Linked DNA regions of Mus musculus: regions 1 and 3 are each linked to region 2. Evidence: chromatin contacts called from public HiChIP or PLAC-seq and Micro-C data. All regions are on one chromosome and are shown on one strand. The core of a region is the stretch at or near the end of the contact, and the rest is flanking DNA. Distances in the headings are between cores, read along the strand shown.

Evidence for each region. A called contact is a pair of places that touch in the nucleus more often than the background predicts. HiChIP or PLAC-seq counts read pairs in DNA pulled down with a chosen protein or histone mark.
Region 1: a Micro-C map of muscle stem cells shows a contact between it and region 2, with 6 times the contacts expected there. The contact joins two enhancer-like sites. A contact is called at or near these places in 8 of 484 Hi-C or Micro-C datasets (the C10 cell line, effector CD8 T cells, muscle stem cells and 3 more), 4 of 115 datasets of contacts at active chromatin or transcription factors (double positive thymocytes, embryonic fibroblasts and embryonic stem cells) and 2 of 9 other capture datasets (adipose tissue and liver).
Region 3: a contact with region 2 is called in an HNF4G HiChIP or PLAC-seq map of pancreatic cancer cells. The contact joins two enhancer-like sites. A contact is called at or near these places in 2 of 39 promoter capture datasets (the C10 cell line and embryonic stem cells), 7 of 15 datasets of contacts at CTCF or cohesin (CD8 T cells, the G1E-ER4 cell line, the NIH/3T3 cell line and 3 more), 146 of 484 Hi-C or Micro-C datasets (the 63-12 cell line, the AML12 cell line, B cells and 71 more), 18 of 115 datasets of contacts at active chromatin or transcription factors (the HPC-7 cell line, the NIH/3T3 cell line, bone marrow-derived dendritic cells and 8 more) and 6 of 9 other capture datasets (adipose tissue, embryonic stem cells, embryonic tail and 3 more).

The regions. Positions count from the first base shown.
Region 1 is chr17:12,161,812-12,164,562 of GRCm38.p6, forward strand. The region is part of intron 2 of Agpat4 (1-acylglycerol-3-phosphate O-acyltransferase 4 (lysophosphatidic acid acyltransferase, delta)); the gene reads left to right. Among named protein-coding and RNA genes, the nearest start is that of Agpat4, 44 kb to the left of the region's middle. Within about 2 kb of position 1,255, at least 87 of the 459 cell types and tissues checked have an H3K27ac peak or open chromatin away from gene starts, as enhancers often do. A contact at or near this core is called in embryonic fibroblasts, muscle stem cells and myocytes, where this site is marked.
Region 2 is chr17:12,093,684-12,096,383 of GRCm38.p6, forward strand. No RefSeq gene overlaps it. Among named protein-coding and RNA genes, the nearest start is that of Agpat4, 24 kb to the right of the region's middle. Within about 2 kb of position 1,343, at least 91 of the 459 cell types and tissues checked have an H3K27ac peak or open chromatin away from gene starts, as enhancers often do. A contact at or near this core is called in the C2C12 cell line, the HL-1 cell line, the NIH/3T3 cell line and 5 more, where this site is marked.
Region 3 is chr17:12,208,117-12,210,990 of GRCm38.p6, forward strand. It overlaps Agpat4 (1-acylglycerol-3-phosphate O-acyltransferase 4 (lysophosphatidic acid acyltransferase, delta)), which reads left to right. Exons shown (of 9, transcript NM_026644.2): 4 at 2,095-2,256; 5 at 2,523-2,676. Among named protein-coding and RNA genes, the nearest start is that of Gm46605, 55 kb to the right of the region's middle. Within about 2 kb of position 1,560, at least 50 of the 459 cell types and tissues checked have an H3K27ac peak or open chromatin away from gene starts, as enhancers often do. A contact at or near this core is called in the C2C12 cell line, the HL-1 cell line, the NIH/3T3 cell line and 4 more, where this site is marked.

The DNA of each region.
Region 1 (2,751 bases), core at 5-2,504, 68 kb after region 2:
AACTTTCAAAACAATTTTCATCTGCTTCTTGATATATGTAGATACCATGTTTTATGGGGGCTTTTCAAAGAGACCCTTTTTTTTTTTAGTTTTCCAAGACAGGGTTTCTCTGTATAGTCCTGGAACTCACTCTTTAGACCAGGCTGGCCTCGAACTCAGAAATCCGCCTGCCTCTGCCTCCCAAGTGCTGGGATTAAAGGCGTGCGCCACCACGCCGGGCAAAAGAGACTGTTCTTAAAGCAGACATCTGCCAGGACCAACTCAAGCACGACTGCCCTTGTCTCAGGCCCCAGGTGGTAACAAGGTGCTTGCCCCTGCTCAGTAGGTATTTTGGTTTTTGTGTGTGTTTTCTTTAGTTGTTGTTTTTAGACAGGGCTTCATGTATTCCAGGCTAAGGCAGCTTTTCTGTTCTGATCCTTTTAGTTCTGTCTCCCAAATTCTGGGATTACAGGCATGAGCCACAAAAAACAATTTAGTTATTGGTGGGGCTGGAACCCAGGGCTTCACGCCTGGTAGACCACTAACTGAGCTACACCCCCAAACCCTCAGCAGGTGTTAACAGTATTGGAGTTTATTTGGGCAGGCACACCTGGAAGGCTGTGCTGAGAATCCAATCTCATGGAGACTTTTAGACTCAAATTATGGTAAACTGAGGCACAGTTGGATTATAGGTACACACAGAATGGTGCAGAGCAAGCAACAGCCCAGTCCCACTGTGTAGGATGAGTAGTTCTATGAGCCCCTGAAGCTGTACCACAAGCCAGGTATGAAAGTATGGTGTGTGTGTCTATGTCTGTGTCTGGTATGTATGTGTGTCTGGTGAATGTGTGATGGGTATATGGTATGTGTGTGTGTACATACATACACACATGTATATGTACATGTATGTGAGTGTGTACCTGTGTATGTATGTGAACATGTGTGGTGGTGGTGGTTTGTGTGTGTGTGTGTGTGTGTGTCTCTGTGTGTACATGAGTGTGCGGTGTGTGTATGTGTACATTTGTGTGTATTTCTCATATGAATCTCTTACCCTTGGTAAAAGAAATGACTTTACACTTTAAGGAGGGAATTTACACTGTAAAGTGTACAATTACGTCCACTAAAAAACCAGCAAACCTGGGAGTGCAGCTGACATACGGCGTGCTGTGAGCTGATGGCTGGCTCCAGTGAGCAGGTTGCCTTAGCTGTTGCTGTGGTTTAGAAAGGAATGAGCTGTCCTCAGGCTCATTTGGGTTGGGCGGTGCTGAGCTCCACTGGCAGCTTGGGTTACAGCTTTCAGTTCAGGCTTGGAGTATGAGTTTGGTGCCCTGGATGTGGTCTAGAGAAGCTGAAGTTGCCAGAAAAGAAACCTTAGGGCATCTCCTTACATTTCTTGTGCCATTTCAATCTTCTGAGTTGGAGTAAATCATTTAATATATTTTATAAATTATGTAAAGCGCATTTTTACCTTAATAAAATTTGCATATGCCAGCCATACATACTTAATTCTTCGTAAAGAATGAAAACTACTTGAAGAGCATTGTGGTTAGCCTGTGGCATTTTGTTTTCATAAACCAGAGAGAGAAATGAAGAGACTTAATTTGAAGTAGAGTAGGTGAAGAGTTCTCAACAGGCCCTGGCCCCTCTCAGCAAAACACAGTTTCCTGTTTTCCTCCACTTCGCCTTGTCTTAGATCCTGAGGGGAGGGGAGGCATTTCCAATCCTTCGAGGAGGCCTTCCTTCCTGGCCTGATGCCAGGTTCCCAGGAAGGAAGGGGGTTATTGGAGAAGAGAATTCCCGACCTCACTCAGATCCCAGGAATGCGTGTCAGCCGCTTAACTTAAATGTGCAGTATCCCACTCCGCATCCCCAGACAGTGCGTGCGTGCGTGCGTGCGTAGTATGAGGAGCGCTGAGCCCACCAAGCCTGCCCGGTGTTGAAGCTCCCTTTGGAGGTTGTGTGCAGCTGTTTAGGGGAGACCAGCTGTGGGCCCCCCAGGAGAAGGGGTTCTTAGTATGGACTTAAGAGAGCCCTGTTCTAAAACCTCAAGACTCCATCACTTTACCTGAGGCTTGGCTTTGTTTTGTTTTTATTTTTCATTGTGAGACAAGGAAATACATCTCGACATGTTGCAAAAACAGAAAGGGAGGTGAAGGTGGCCTCAAGGTTATTTCCTACCCAGTCAGACAGGCACACACTGTCTGACGGCACGAAGCCTTCATGCTTTTCAGGGAGCCCTGACAACCAGGAATGTGTACAGAGGAATTGTGAGGGTGTCGGGGTGTGGGACGGTGGAGGAGTGTGGGAAGAGGCAGATGCTGGAGAGCCCCAGGCAGATGGCTGGGAGTTATCAGAGCTGCGTTCCTGTGTTGAAGGATGCTCTATGGGAGTAGTCCTCCCTGGCAGCGTTCTCTGCACCTCAGTAGGTACCTGAAGAGGGCTCCCCAAAAGATGAATTCAGAGGTCTCATGATAGGCTCTACCCTAGATGAAGCAAGGCCTCTGTTCAGTTCCATGAAGCTGGGCATGAACGTGACGGGTTTCTTCAACATGGTCGCCTTGTTCCTACGCTCACAAGCCATAGAAATCAGCCTAGGTCGGCATGCTTACGGGGTAGAAGGTTGTACCTGCTGTTGTTCTGTTGAAAGGATCCCTTGACGCCTTGAAAACATTCTTATGAGATTAAACCCTTGGTATGTAACAAAAGAGTCAGGCTTAGTTCAGATGTGTAGAAAGAAAAAGGGGTAAGCATATGAGAGGCCAAGGGAGAAAG
Region 2 (2,700 bases), core at 93-2,592:
TGCAGGAGAACAGGTAGACCTGGGAAGTAGCTTATTAAGCGACGTGGCCCAGACTCCAAAAGAGAAGACTCGCACACTCCTTCACATATGCTGTAGTGGTTTGTATGTGTTTGGCCCAGGGAATAGCACTGTTAGAAGGTGTGGCAGGAAGTTGTTGGAGGAAGTATGTCATTGTGGGTGTGGGTTTTAAGACCCTCATCCTAGCTCCCTGGAAGCCAGTCTTCTATTGGCCTTCAGATGAAGATGTAGAACTCTCAGCTCCTCCTGGGCCATGCCTGCCTGGATGCTGCCATGCTTCCACCTTGATGATAATGGACTGAACCTCTGAAACTGTAAGCCAGCCCTAATTAAATGTTGTCCTTACAAGAGTTGCCTTGGTCATGGTGTCTGTTCTCAGCAGCAAAACCTTAACTAAGACATATGTAGATCCTAACTTTTATTGTTATAGATATGTAAAAAGGGTGTGTGTGTGTCTGACAGGGGTATAGACTATGGAACTAGCAAGGAGTCCTCAAGAGGGAAACAGGAGGTGTTGAGGAAGTGGGTGTGGCCACAAAAAGTCACATGTGATGGAAGCAGGAAGTTACAAGGGGGAAGGAGGAAATGAGAGAAGCAGGGAAACAAACAAACACAAATTTGTTTGGAAAGTGCCATAATGAGACCCAGTAGTAAGAAAAAACTTTTTGAGAAGTCAGTTGTCTGTGTAAGGGCCAATTGCGCATTAAAAGAATACATAAAAGGCCCTGGAATCATCACTGTGACTGTCCTCAAAGCCTGATTTGCTGTAAGCCGAGCCATGAATAAGATTATCATGGACTGAGCCATGTTTCAACAATTAGAAGCTCTGGGAGTCACTGTATTTGGGGAAATGGCCTTTGAAGAGGTAAAAGTGTGGCACTAGGGTACACCCTAAACATCATGATTAGTGGCCCACTAAGAGGTTATAACGTTGACAGGCACAGAAAAGGAACCTTCTTGGTGACACAAGATGAGCCATTTGTAAGCCAGGGGATGTCCCCCCTAGCAGACACCTTGCTCTTGAGTATATTCCCTCAGGCCAGAAAAGTACAATTTGGTTATTTCAGTCCCTAACTTGGTGGCCAGATCTAAGAGTGAAGTAGTGAGGGAGAGAAGTTGGGGTTCTCTCAAGGGAGGGTGCCATAACTGCCCCAGGAACTGACCAGTGACAGCCAGGCAGAGAATAGAGCTGGGTTCATATGGAAAGGCTCCTCTGAGCCCACTGTAGTAATGGTAGCAGCTGCAAGCCCCAGCTGAGTGCAACCTTACTCCAGCCTCCCATGTACATAAGCAAGTCTTGGGCAACTGTGGAGACAGAGACGCAGAGGTCAGAGAACAGGGTATGTAACCACTCTGTCAAGAGCTGTCTGGACTGTCAGCATCCACACAGCATGCGTGAGTCTCAGATGTGGAAATCAGAGCACGACCAAAGGTGAAGTGGGGTCTCCCGATCAGGCCCCTCCAAATTCACATCCCATCCTCGCCCTCTTGCCACCCCCTAAACTCCTCTAGCCCTGCTTCTGGAATATGAAAACCCAGAGCTAAGTAGTCTCTGAGGTTCCTTTTTGTACTAAAATTCTATGGTTTTGATTCATAATGGTGACTCATGCTGAGTCAACAGGGAAAAGGTTAGAGTGTGTTCTGCAAATTCCGCTCAAGAAAACAGGCAAGCATGCACTCCATTGTACAAACGCTTCGGAGCTGAAAACTGCTTTGTTGTTGATCCAAGGAACACTTAGATCCTGGGAGAACTGACTTCAGCTGGGCTGGTCCCTGTGCAGTACTCACAGAATTGACTGCAAGCCAGGCTGCCTCTGCAGAGCCCTCTGCTCAGTGCCATGAGACTACCTACCGTAGGCTTCAACAATCAGACAATGCTGTTGGTATGAAAAAGCAGATGACGTTAGTGTACAATAGCATTTAAATGTGGCTTCTGTAGCAGTACTTTTTCTTAAAAAAAAAAAAAGAAAGAAAGAAAAGAAAAAGAAAAGAAAAGAAAAGAAAGAACAGAAAGAAAAAAAAAACCTGAAAAAAATACATCTGCAAGAAAGAATGGTTTACTTTGGCTCATAGTCTAGCAGTCCAGTCCAGTAGAGTGGAGGAGGCAAGATGGCAGGCAAGAGTGGGGCAGCTGGTTACATTGTATCCACAGTCAGGAAGCAGAGGTAGAGAGATGAAAGCTGATATTCAGCTTGAGTTCTTGTTCTTATTCAGTCTGGGCCCCCAGCTCATGGAACAGAGTTGCCCACTGTCTTAGGGTTTTACTGCTGTGAACAGACACCATGACCAAGGCAAGTCTTATAAAAAACAACATTTAATTGGGGCTGGCTTACAGGTTCAGAGGTTCAGTCCATTATCATCAAGGTGGGAGCATGGCAGCATCCAGGCAGGCATGGTGCAAGAGGAGCTGAGAGTTCTACATCTTCATCTAAAGGCCAATAGGAGAAGACTGGCTTCCAGGGAGCTAGGATGAGGGTCTTAAAGCTCACACCCACAATGACAAGGCCACACCTTCTAATAGTGCTATTCCCTGGGCCAAGCATATACAAACTGACACACCCACATTCAGGTAAATCCTATCACCTCAGCCCAATCCAGAGCGTCCCTCCAGACCCTGGTGACTTGTCCCCTAGGTGACTGTATTAGTCTGGGTTCTCTAGAGTCACAGAACTTATGGAATGT
Region 3 (2,874 bases), core at 310-2,809, 110 kb after region 2:
TACCCTGTAGCCAATGAATGCTTTTACTGTGGGACCTTGAAGTGACTCTTGGTGACGTATGACAGTGATGGGAATAGACTCTTTTTTTTCCCTAGAGCTGAGGACCGCAAACCCAGGGCCTTGCGCTTGCACTGAGCTAAATCCCCAACCCCCGGGAATACAGACTCTTGAGTCACCTCTAGTTGAAGCCCTAGATTCTCACAACCCACTAGGGCAGCCTTCTCCACCAGCTACCAAAGGCCAAGTGCTAACACTCACTTGTGTCTCACAGGAGAACCACAAACAGGAAGTGCACCCAAGAATGCAGCTATGATTGATTGGCTGGGTGAGACTGACCACCCACCCAGCCCAGTAGCTGCCCTGGTAGACCCAACAGCACCTCTGTGGGTGGTAGTGTGGGTCATTCTGTAATTCCTGAGCACTCCATATGTAATTTTTGCAAGATCCAGTATAGAATCTTAAAAATAAGTTTTAACTTCCAGAAAGAAGAGCTTAATTTGCCCGTGGAAGTTTTGTGTTTGGATCCATTTGCTCTCATCAGAGATTAAAGTGAGGTCAGGCAGGAATGTCCCTTCCTGTTCCCTGGAGTCTGACGTCTAGTGTGGACACAGGGCAGTGAGCTACTAGGGTGGACTATGACCCCAAAGATGGTTTGGTTATCAGGGTGACAGGCACAAGAGTAAGATCATCTCTAATCAGGCAGTTTACTCCCTCATCTGAGACTTTAAAGTTACTCCATGCTGAGAAGAAAAAGCTGGGTGTAGATGTAGGTGAGGCCTCCTCAGAAGTTTACCTCAGGGCCCCAAGCATGATAGAAATGCTACGAGTCTTAGCCATGAAGACACTGAGTGGAAGATAGGAAAAGGGGAGAGAAGGGAGTGGGTGATGTGAAATGCCTGCTCTTCCCTTCAGGCAGCGAAGGCTTAGGACCTTAATAGACAGCTGTCAAAAAAGTGCTCAGCTGCCTACAACGGTCCACACTGCCGGTGTGGGTGGGTGAGCATCCATCTCAGTCAGGGAGCGTCTCAGTCGATTCCATAGTGGAGAGTAAAAATACGAATGGTGGCGGTGGTCAGGGTGCCGAGTGGGTAAAGGGCTTGCCAGGCAAGTATGGGACCTGAGTGTGTATCCCCATAACTTCCGTGCAGCTCAGGACACGTAGTGCGAGTGTCTGGAATTCTACTGCTCCTACGGGGAGGTGAGCAGTGGAGACTGGAGAGTCCCCAGACACTCGTGGGCCGTCTAACCTGGCACGTACAACCGACAAACAACAAGATGCTCTGCCTCAAACAATGTAGAAGGCAGGGACTGATACCTGGAGTTGTCCCCTGGCCTCCATGTGTCTGCATTCTGCATTCATGCACATGAATGTGCTCTCTCTCTCTCTCTCTCTTTCTCTCTCTCTCACACACAGAGAAAGAGAGAGAGAGACAGACACAGACAGACAGACAGACAAGTCCAGCAAAGTGAAAGTCATTTTGCATCTCCCTGACTCATTAGATTCCCAAGTTCCCCACCCCACCCCTGGTGCCCACACAGTGTGGTCATGGAGCAACTGTTGGAGACTAACCACAGCTACCCTGGCCTGAGGAGTTTGGCTATTTCCAGCCGCAGAGATGAATAAGAGCATCCATTTGAGCCAAGTTGATTTCCCAGCTTCCCCTGCTCCCCATGCCAGCTATGGGGCTCCTCAAACTCTGCTGGCCTCTGCTCGCTAGTCTGTCACGTCATGAATCTTGCTGGCCTTGCCTGTACGAACTCAGTGGCTTTGCTGATGGGTTGATCTGTGGGATGGTATTCTATAGACTTGCCAGACAGAACTTCAGGTTGGGCTTGGTGAACACACAGATGTCAATCATCTAGGAGGGCTGTGGTCCATGAGAGAGTATCCTCAAGCATCTGTGCACATCTGCAGACCCCTGTCCATGGAGCAGCCCACCCAGGGATGAGTCAATGCAGTGGGAAAGAGGAAGGACTCCAAGCCCAAAGGCTTTGGCTTTGTAGCCTTTGGTATGGCTGGCTATTCCTTCCCCATAAGAGCTCCAAGAGCCATGTCTCCTTCACAGATACCCTGAGGTGGTTCTTCTATTTCAGAACTCCAAAGTCCTGGCCAAGAAAGAACTGGCTTATGTCCCAATCATTGGCTGGATGTGGTACTTCGTGGAAATGATCTTTTGCACACGCAAGTGGGAGCAAGATCGGCAGACGGTTGCCAAGAGCCTGCTGCACCTCCGGGACTACCCAGAGAAGTATCTGGTACGTAGGCAAAAGAGCCGTGTGCTGTCTGGCTCCTGTGGAATTATGTGTGGCTACCACACATAGGAGTCACTTTAGGACTCTTCTGCGGGTGACCACTGAATTGAGTATGACCTGGAATGACATGTGACCTGAGGGCACTTTGGGGCTGACCTGGCGTCAAGTGTGACTATGAACTTCTTTGGCACTGTGGCCTCTGGTTGAGCTTGGGGTTGTGTGAGCGTGGGATCCTCCTGTGTGACCATTCATTATCTTTTGCTTTTCAGTTCCTGATCCACTGTGAGGGCACACGGTTCACAGAGAAGAAACACCAAATCAGCATGCAGGTGGCCCAAGCCAAGGGGCTGCCCAGCCTCAAACACCACCTGCTGCCGCGCACCAAAGGCTTTGCTATTACTGTGAAGTGCTTGCGAGATGTTGGTAAGGATGCTGGCTAAACAGGGGATCTTTGAGGCTAGGTGGGACCTGGGACAAGAGGCAGGTTCCAGTCTGGTTGGGCACCTCACGTTTCTGCATCCCAGTGAATACTTCCCTCTGCTGGTCAACGGCGGTACTGCACTGTGAGTGCAGAAGGTGCAGGCTCCCTGGAGGACCCCTGAGATGGCCTGGCCATGGAGC